3 separate regions of the Mus musculus genome follow, and all the other regions are linked to region 3. A link is a contact called in public promoter capture Hi-C data. All regions are on one chromosome and are shown on one strand. The core of a region is the stretch at or near the end of the contact, and the rest is flanking DNA. Distances in the headings are between cores, read along the strand shown. Region 1 overlaps Chchd6 (coiled-coil-helix-coiled-coil-helix domain containing 6). Region 2 holds the start of Rpn1 (ribophorin I). Region 3 holds the start of Podxl2 (podocalyxin-like 2).

The links. Promoter capture Hi-C pulls out the DNA fragments that hold promoters and counts their contacts.
Region 1: a promoter capture Hi-C map of pre-B cells shows a contact between it and region 3, with 3 times the contacts expected there. The contact joins the enhancer-like site here to the promoter of Podxl2 in region 3. A contact is called at or near these places in 5 of 39 promoter capture datasets (the 3T3-L1 cell line, the C10 cell line, cranial neural crest and 2 more) and 3 of 115 datasets of contacts at active chromatin or transcription factors (embryonic basal ganglia, embryonic forebrain and neural tube).
Region 2: a contact with region 3 is called in a promoter capture Hi-C map of embryonic stem cells, with 6 times the contacts expected there. The contact joins the promoter of Rpn1 here to the promoter of Podxl2 in region 3. A contact is called at or near these places in 12 of 39 promoter capture datasets (the 3T3-L1 cell line, the C10 cell line, the HPC-7 cell line and 7 more), 3 of 115 datasets of contacts at active chromatin or transcription factors (the SCID.adh cell line, embryonic hindbrain and stem cell-derived neural progenitor cells) and 2 of 9 other capture datasets (adipose tissue and embryonic stem cells).

The regions. Positions count from the first base shown.
Region 1 is chr6:89,567,979-89,571,123 of GRCm38.p6, reverse strand. It overlaps Chchd6 (coiled-coil-helix-coiled-coil-helix domain containing 6), which reads left to right. Exons shown (of 8, transcript NM_025351.3): 3 at 1,712-1,781. Among named protein-coding and RNA genes, the nearest start is that of Chchd6, 26 kb to the left of the region's middle. Within about 2 kb of position 1,528, at least 6 of the 459 cell types and tissues checked have an H3K27ac peak or open chromatin away from gene starts, as enhancers often do. A contact at or near this core is called in pre-B cells, where this site is marked.
Region 2 is chr6:88,082,609-88,085,949 of GRCm38.p6, reverse strand. Rpn1 (ribophorin I) reads right to left here and starts at 1,477. Exons shown (of 10, transcript NM_133933.4): 1 at 1,156-1,477. The coding sequence starts at 1,419.
Region 3 is chr6:88,873,246-88,876,447 of GRCm38.p6, reverse strand. It overlaps Podxl2 (podocalyxin-like 2), which reads left to right and starts at 1,402. Exons shown (of 8, transcript NM_001347327.2): 1 at 1,402-1,529. The coding sequence starts at 1,469.

The DNA of each region.
Region 1 (3,145 bases), core at 279-2,778, 690 kb before region 3:
TACAAGGAGATAGGAATGGATCGATTCGCATTCTTCTACATGTTAACAACCAGTTGTGCCAGCACCATTTGTTGAAAATGCTGTCTTTCTTCCACTTGATGGTTTTTAGCTCCCTTGTCAAAGATCAAGTGACCATAGGTGTGTGGGTCCATTTCTGGGTCTTCAATTCTATTCCATTGGTCTACTTGTCTGTCACTATACCAGTACCATGCCGTTTTTATCACAATTGCTCTGTAGTAAAGCTTTAGGTCAGGCATGGTGATTCCACCAGAGGTTCTTTTATCCTTGAGAAGAGTCTTTGCTATCCTAGGTTTTTTGTTATTCCAGATGAATTTGCAGATTGCTCTTTCTAATTTGTTGAAGAATTGAGTTGGAATTTTGATGGAGATTGCATTGAATCTGTAGATTAATTTTGGCAAGATAGCCATTTTTACAATGTTGATCCTGCCAATCCATGAGCATGGGAGATCTTTCCATCTTCTGAGATCTTCTTTAATTTCTTTCTTCAGAGACTTTTAAGTTCTTATCATACAGATCTTTCACCTCCTTAGTTAGAGTCACGCCAAGATATTTTATATTATTTGTGACTATTGAGAAGGGTGTTGTTTCAAAATGGGCTGATTTTAAGGTATCTTTTAAGCATAGTGTTTTTTTTTCAACTTTACGTTAGATAGAACAAAGTTAGAAAACACCGTTAAAATTAAATCATTCCCTCACATGGTTGCTCAGTTGCAAGAGCCAAAGTCATCTAGATGCAGAGGTTTCAGCCACCATAGAAGACTACAAAGGAAGGTGTCATCATAAGAGAAGTCCCTAGCAACCCAATAGTTCCAGATAACTCTAGAAATAAAATAGGTTTAATAGAAAGTGCCACACCAGCATTAGGAATCTGTAGAAATGGATGCTCTTTCCAGTTACTGTAGCTAAATACCATAGATGAGATAATTTATGAAGAAGTCAATTTCTGTCTATAGTTCAAGGGGCTGGGAAGTCCAGAATCAAAGGGCAGCATATGGTCAGGGCTTTATTGCTGATGGGAACGGGGTAGAGCCCTGAGGCAGCATAGGACATCACACCGAGGACAGAACAAGTGTGAGAGCTGAAGGCTTTCCATCGTTTTGCAAAGTAAATGATGCCATCCATGGTGGGGAGCTTTCTAGTCCTAATTGCTACTAAAGACCTTGCCTCTTACTGTTGTTAGAGTGTAGTTAGACCATCTTGAGTTTTAGCGGGGCAAGCATTCAAACCATGGCAGGTTCCAAAAGAAACAGGATACAAGCATCTCTGCCTTCCTCTTGCAGATACATGGCAGAGGGTGATTACCCTCAGCCATCTCTGGCTTGTGGGTTAGGAGGTAGTCTCCGAGTGCTAACAAATGTGGGACATGTAATGGTGAACCTGAAGGGCAACACTCAGGTGGTTTGCTGCCAGCCCCACATTGAGGGTGCCCTGCTGCAGAACCTATGGTCGGAGCAGCCTCCTGTCATTTGGCTCTGCACACTGGTTGATTTGAGGTTATGCTCCTATCTGCCTCTAGAACTCTGCAGTCTGTCCATGGGGCATGTGTTTCCTTGGGGACACGCAGAGTGTGGTTTCCTGAGGAAGTATATTGATTGATGTGTGTGTGTGTGTGTGTGTGTGTGCCTGTGCCTGTCAGTCCTGGCAATCCTGGGTGCTGTTAATTGGCCTTTTTCCTCTGGTTCCATTGCAGACGTTAAAGTGCCCAGTGCAGAGAGTGGTGGTGGTCTGCAGTCCTCAGCAGTGAAGGAGGATCTTAAGAAGTAAGCCCAAGAGTCTGTATTCCCTTGCTGCCCCCAACCCCCAAAGCTGACTTCTTCCAGGTGTACACTGCCCCCTCCCCCAACACCCCTTCCTTCCCACAACTCCCTGGAGCACAATGCCTCATGTTTTTAATGTTGGCTTGTGTTGAAACAATGCCATGGTGGCTCTGGTCCGTTGGAAAGGGCACAAGGGAATTGGTTACCAGAGATGGATTCTTAAAAATCCATCCTTAAAATCCAGAATTGAGGAGGCAGGTTCTTGGAAGAATGAAGGAAGTGGAGCTTGCCTGATAAACTTCCCGCCAGCTCAGGCCATGATCTTGAGAACTCACAACTGTCATGAAACAGTACCATTTTCTCTGTCCCGAGGATGTGTAGAAAAGTGCCTAGGGCACAGAGGCCCCTTATGTTTAGGCCAGCTTTCTGATTTTTTGACCCATTAGTTGTTACCTAGAGAAATCACTGCAGGGGACGGTGTTCTTAATGGGGGCATAGTCAGGGGTAAGTACAGTGCCTGCCCTCTGTGCTCTTTATGCATGGGCTTCCTCATTGTCTTTGAGGAAACGGCCTCTGTATGGTCCCAAGGCCCAGTTTGCTGGGGGGTTTGCCCTCCAGCATGACAACCCTAGGTAAAGACTCATGGTCTCAAACGTTACCCTCCTGTATCCCAGTGGTATCTCCAGGAATGTACAACCTCCACATTCCCTTCAGTAACTTTTAGCAATTTTAAAGTAATACATGCTGATAAAAGATTTTTTAAAACTACATAAAATAAAAACAAATCCCCATAGACTCATTATCTCAGTGCAACTGCTGTGGCTCTTCTGGGTGTCTCTTGCACACAATGTCTTTACCTTAACTTGTTTATATTAACGACCTAGGCATTTTCATATCTTGCTGCTTTACTTTCTATTATAATTACTTTCCATCAGTTACACCTGCTTTCAAGCACGTTTATTGCTAATCAGATAGTTTGTTCATTCTCAGTTTTTAGATTCAACTTGTTACATATAAATTCAAGTTAGCACTGAAGCTGTGGTATAGCTTTTCATGATGCTGTGGCCTTTTCTCTACCATGACCTTGCTGCTTGCTGCTTGTGCTATTTTACTTCTATGAACAACACAGAGGGCATCTTAGTCCTCCTAGCTTTTATCTGCTGTGATACACTAGCAGAATGCCAGGATAGGTCAAAGGTTACGATTGTACTCCAGACAAAGTTAGATGTTTAAACCTCAAAAGTGCTGCTGTCTAAAACCTTCAGGCTCTCAGCCAAACAAGAATGCCATACCCCACCCTGCCTACTTGTTTGAAAGGATGGCTCACATGGGATTCAACCCTGCCAGAACACTCATTCTTTGCCTTT
Region 2 (3,341 bases), core at 228-2,727, 790 kb after region 3:
TGCAAGTGGGTCTGTGCACCCTGAAACTGGAGTTACCGATGGCTGTGGAATTGAACTTGGATGCTCTGAGCCATGTAGAGGGACCCAACTTGTATGCAATTCCCACCAGGACAGCAGCAGGGTGGTAAGCCTCTGCTGTGATCTGATTATACTATGACTTCATTAAGTCATGACTGATTTTCACAAAACAGGACTGAGCATCCAATGAAGTCATGAATGTCTTTCCAGAAATATTTGAGGAAAGCCATGCTGAGCATGAACAAGGCTTCAATGTAAAGGGGACAGGAGTCACTTCAGTGACTATTATAAGTCCAGCTTTATAGCTCCATACAGTTAAAAAGAATGTGGTGTGCTTAGTCTCCTAGTAAATTGGGTAATCACTTAATGAATATAGTTAATGAGAACAGTAATAAAAATTAACCTGTGTGGATATTCCCTCTATTCCCAAAGCCAGCGATTTCTTTCCTTGAAAGGTATAAAAGTGTATTCAATGAAAAGTACAGAAGGCTAAATGCTGAAGTGTTCCAATGAGAGACGGTGGGGAGGAACAGACCTGGGCTTCACCTTTCTGTACAGCATAAGGGGCTGACTCTTCAATTAGTCTGAACATTAAGAAAGCGTTAAGCAGCAGCTTTCAGAGGAGTGTTACATTAACCGGGTGCGAGGAATGACAAACTTTAATACCAGAAACCTGCTGTATTTCTGAACGCTGCTGTCTGGAGAGAACAGACTACACCAGTCAATTGCATTCAGGAAATAAATTGTCTTAACTCACTGATAGTCCTCCACTAGACGAGCAAGTCCAGGGGACAGAAAAGAAGCTGGGTACCCGAAGTACCGCACCCGGCCACAGCCAAGATCCTCTTGGGGTGCGGAAGGAGGTCGCCAGGGGACCAAGGGGTCGCCTTGGGCTCCAGAGCAGCCACGTGGGCGGTGCCCCACGCTCGGAAGCTTGTGCTGACGTGTCCGAGAGGACACGCGGACAAGAGAGACGGCGGACCCCAACCTCTCCGCTGTCCCCCTCCAACACCTGCCTTTCAGACAACCAGACACCTGGAGGATCCCTAACGCCCTCAACCTCCCCGCCCCTCCCCAGGGATCCCCGATCGCCTCAGGCATCCCGCGTGAGGTTCGCCGGCTCCTCCCTCCGCTCACCTGCACGCCTAGGTGCGCAAGCCGCGACTCCAGTTCTGGCTCCAGGGCCAGAACGAAAGAGCTGGCTCGTGATGTGGAGCCGCCGCCCGGGTGTACCAGGACCACCTCAGCCGTCACCTTGGCTAGGTGGCTGCTCAGGTCCACCGTGCGCTTCACGTCCTCGTTGACCAGCGGCGGAGCCTCCGAGGAGGCGCTGCCGGGCGTCGGGGCCAAGGCCCCGAGACATAGCAGCAGCAGCAACAGCAAGGCGACCGGCGACTCCATGACCGCGAGCTGAGCGCCACCGACACGCGCCCCGCCCCCCCGCCACGGCGCAACCGCTGATTGGCCAACAGCACCACAAGATGGCTGGGCCCGGTCAGAAAGGACCCCGTCTCCAGGGCAACCGGGCGATCGTGGGGCGCCTGATTGAAAATCTTAAAGTGCAGGCGTACTTCTTGGGGCGCTTAATAGCCGTATTCACCCCTGATTTCCTTATATCCTGTCTGTTTCCTTCATGCTTATGCAAAATAACTCTGGCCTCTCAGCTCAAAAACAGTATACTATAGCTTAGTCTAAGGAACTAACTTTGCCTTCTCTATAGTGATACGAATGCTAAGTGGGCAAAAGTTTAAAGGAAAATGGGAAATTTCCAGAAACTCAAGTCTCTCCTCTAATATTTAGTTCAACCATTAATGTGAGTGATGGCAGAAACCTTAAGCAACTAACCAAGGTTGATGATATTAACCTCAGATACCTGTTGACATTTATCACAGTTGTAGGAGTCCAAGGCGAAGTCACTGGCAGGACTAGCTGTCTGGTGAGGGCTGCTATTTACTACCAAGGTGGCACTTTGACATTGCATGCCTTCTAAGGAAGGCATTGCATATCGTCATATGACAGAAAGGCAGGAAAGGGTCTCTCTGAGGCAAGCCCTTTTACAAAGGCATCTTGCAGATGGATTCCTCTAGTGCTATCATCTCCCAAAGTCACACTGAAGAATTAATGACCAAAAACAATGAACTTCAAGTGAGCAGAGAAACTGTAGTCAGTGTACTGATACACCTGACAAGAAAGCCAGCTTAGTGACGAAAACATCCAATGGCATTTTTTGGGCCTTGAAACCATATATATATATATATATATATATATATATATATATACATATATACATATATATATGTATGTATATATGTATATATATATATATGAAAAAATCTACAGATAAAACTTTGCTCCCCTAAAGTTCCCTTTTTTCAACCCTATAAAATCTCCAAGCCCCCTGCACAATGGTTGTGTACAGTCTCCACTCCCCAAATGAGAATGCGTCCCAATGTTGTTGCTTGAAGGATGTAATTCGAAGGTAAATTTTGGGAGGAGATGGAAATATTCAAACATTGATACCAGCCAATGAGAAGAGAGAATGGAGGGCTGGCCATGCTCCTCCCTACAAAGCAGAAGTCAGGAAATTAGCACCTGCAGGCCAACAATCTATCTGTGTCTATAAAGTTTTATTGGAACATAGCTACGTTCATTTGTCCGTAGCTTATGATTGCTTTCACAGTACAACAGTAACAGTAGTGTAGTTGCAAACCAGACTATATGGCCCAGAAAACAAAACTACTTACTGTTTGCACGCGAGTACATACATTATGTATGCAGAGACAGCTTAGTGGTTAGGAGGATTTGCTGCTCTCTCAAAGGACTTGAATTCTTCCGGTTCCCAGGCTCACAACTGCCTGTCAGGCAAGGATCTGATGCCCTCTAACCTCCACAAACATCCATACACAGATGTTCTTCCTTCTGTTCCTCTCTGTCTCTGTCTTTATCTGTCTCTCTGTATCTCTTTCTCTCTCACATACACACACATAAATATAAATTTAAAAATAAATCTTTTTTTAATGCTATCTGGTTGTAGTAGTGGTACATGCCTGTAATGCTTCAGTATTTAGGAGGCTAAGGAAAGAATAAAGAATAAAGAACATAAAATACTTTGCCTTAATGTAACAACAACAATAGAAAGTCTGACCACACTATTAACACATTCACCAGGGCAAAGCTCTGCAGAGGATAGCAGGGGCAATATAGTAGCCATTTAAAATAACACTCCAACATCAGAGACAATTTTTCTTCAACTCTTCCAAAATTAAAAATTATAGAGTTAGGTGACTGGAAAGGAGGCTTAGCAGTTAAGTCCTCTCTTGGAT
Region 3 (3,202 bases), core at 153-2,652:
TTGTTGTCTGTATATAGACATTTAAGTCCCAGAGCTGTCCCCAAGTATAGGGATCAGTGTATACATTACCCATCTTGTTGATCTTGCCAGTCTTCCTCTTCTTGTCTGTAGCCAAGATCTTCAGGGAGTCGCCCTCTGTCAAGTCTGATCCTTATTATTTCGGAAGGAGTCCAAAGCCTTTTCTTCTTTTTTAAAACACAAACCTAGAGTCTCTCTCCCAACACAGCATGCCTTTAAGTACAGACTGATTCAATCTAGTAGAAGACTAGGCACTGGGTTTCCTGGAGCTGGAGTTACAGACAGTAGCAAGTGTGGGTGCTGGGAACCAAATCTGGGTCCTCCAAGAGCCACAAACTCTGTGCGGAGCTGTCTCTCTAGCTCCCCTCCCCCACCAGACAATCTTATGTCGCTCAGACTGCCCTGGTCTTAACCTGAATCCCTTCTAGTGCGGTACAAATATTACAGGCGTGGGACAGTCACGCTTCAGTCAGTGTTTTCACTGTCACTTAAAGAAGTGAGACATCTTTCTATCTGAGAATTGCCACAGTTTCTCTCTGTATCTAGAATGGTTTCGCCAAAACCCAGCTTACCCAACATCCATGCATCCTATAAATGTCTCCATAGAAGGTCCCCTCTGCCTCCGTTTGTGCTTAACCTGCCTTCCTACACTTGTGGCTCTGGAACATGCTGAGGAATGTTCCTGCCCTCCTGACACTTAGGAAGAGCAATGCCTGTCGGATTTGCCATATTGGCACAAAAAGAAACTTGAAGTCAAGGAGAAGCGCTGGCTAGAGAGAAAGGTGACTCCCACAAGATGTCTGAAGACAAGGACAAATCTCCTCAGGCTGTGAAAGCCAACTGGAAATTGGGGGTCTAAACTACCCCTGGAAGCTGTAGTGGGTCAGAGGTTAAGAGCATGGACTGACCCAAGTTCAGTTCCCAGCACCCACATGGTGGCTCAACAACCATCAGTGGACTTCAAACACGCACGTGGTGCACATATGTACATGTAGGGAAAACATTCACACACATAAAATGAAAATAAACTACACCCGGCACAGAGTTCAGCTCTCTGCTCTTGCCCAGTCCCTTCACCAAAGCCTGGTCCTCTCCGGCCTTCAGGATCCCCAGGCCACGTGCCCCAACAGGTCCCTGCTGATCCTGGCCTCTGTCTCCTTCGCTGTAACTGGGGCCCGGTCTGCTGCACAAAAGGTTCGGGACCCGCTTCCCAGGGAGGTCCCCCCCCCCGGGTGGCGAAGTGCTCGAGGCCCGAGGTGCAGGTGCGAAGCCGGACTCCGCAATAGGGTCCCGCCCCCGATCCCTCCGCTGCATCGATTGGGCGGATGAGCGCGTGAGTGGCGGGTACGCAGGCCAACGGGGCGCACGCGCGCCGCCGCCTTCGCTTTGCGCGCCCCCGAGGCCGGCCCGGGCGCCGCGGCGCTGCGGCTGCGGGCGGCAACGCTGCACCATGGCCCGGCCGCTGCGGGCCGCCCGACTGCCGCCGCCGCTGCTGTTGCTGCTGGCCGCCGGTGAGTGGGGCCGGGCCAAGCCGCGAGGGCGCAGCGCGCCACGGGCCAGTGCTGGCAGCGCCGCAGAACAAAGGCTGTGGGGCGCGCGGGGTCGGCCGCGCGCGGGGAGGAGGCGGCGGCGCGGGGCCTGGCGCGGGGACCCCCCAGGCGCCCTGTCCTGGGCGCTGGATGCTCCGTGCCACGCGCGCGCTCGAGGACGGCGGCGGCGGGGCCGCTGCACCAGGGTGTCCGCGCCCCACCCCTCGCCAGGTGACAGGTGACAGGTGACCAGTCTGCGGCCAAGGAGCAGAGGGGCGTGTGCGTGTGTGCGCGCGAGGGTGTAGAGAAGCTCAGCAGGGAGGCGAGAGCGCACGGGTGACACCCTTGGAGAAATCGCATCGTAAAGGTCCGGCGGGTACCCAAAGCGCGTGGGCCGGGGATGCCGAGGGCCGAGAAAGAAAGAGCTGCGTGGCCGAGGTGGATGTTTACATGTGCGTGGAGCTTGCCTGGGAAGGCGTGTGCGTGTCGTTGTGAACGCGTGTCCTCGACTGCGCGGGGCAACTTTATTAGGAGCTGACAAAGGGGTAGGTCTGCGACAGCGACTGCCGCCATATGGGGCTGTGTGTGAGACTCGGGTACGTGGTTTTCATTCAGCAGTCACTCCGGATACCTCGTTAGTGTGGGCGTGTGACAGGTCGGGGCCTGAGGCAGGTAAGAAATATGTGTGTGAGGGAGAAAGAGACAGCTTCTCAGGGTAGACATGGGATTCAGGGGTGTGTGCGAGTGTAGGGGGCGGGCACAAAAGCTTGACAGGCTCAGAGGCAAGCCGCCACCACAGAAGGGGAGGGAGGAAGGCTGACTGCAAAGGTGGGTCAGACCAGGACATGGGAGAGCAGCTTTCTCAGGGAAGATCGGAGCTGGGACCCTGTCCTAAGGTGGGCCTGGGGCAGGAGCAGGGTGCTGGGCTGGGTGGGCTACAAGACTTGGTGAACGCGTGTCCTCGACTGCGTCGCTTCCCCTCCAGTGGAGACAGGCATGGGACTGGCCACTAGTGCTCAGGCAGTTACCCCACCAAAACCCACCCAGTGTAATGTATACAAATTCGAGGAGGCGTCTATGTGAAGTCAGGTGAAGACCTTGTTTGATATGAATAGGTGGTGGGCCCTTACTTTGAGACTGTCAATGATAGAACACCAGGAAAATGTCTGGAGAAGGGCGGAGGTGGGAGAACGCTGATTAGGGTTGTACTTAACTGTAATTCCAGCTCTTTGGAACCTAAGGGGCAGGAGGATTGGGAATCCAAGTCCAGTCTGGGCTGCAGAGCAAGACCCTGTCTCTAAATAAATAGATAGATAAATAAAACAAAAAGTCAGAGAGGTAACTGACCCCTCACACTGCTGTGCCTGCCCTGGGCACATTTTATGGGGAAGTGTCTATTGATGTTGGCCTGGGACATCTACACAGACCACCCAGATCTTTGCAAAGCTCTGGGAGGTCTGCTCTCTCTCTCTAGGTAGGGACCACACCATCTCTGCCAGCAGTGCAAGTCAGTATGGAGACCTGACTCTCATGACCCCATCCTGGTGACCAGTGGGATGACAATCAGGGTCCCTCCTTTCCTCTTCTCTCCCTCACCCCGTTTGTATGCCCCCATCTCTGTGCAGGCACACGTGTGTCTATCAGCGTGCCTCCTT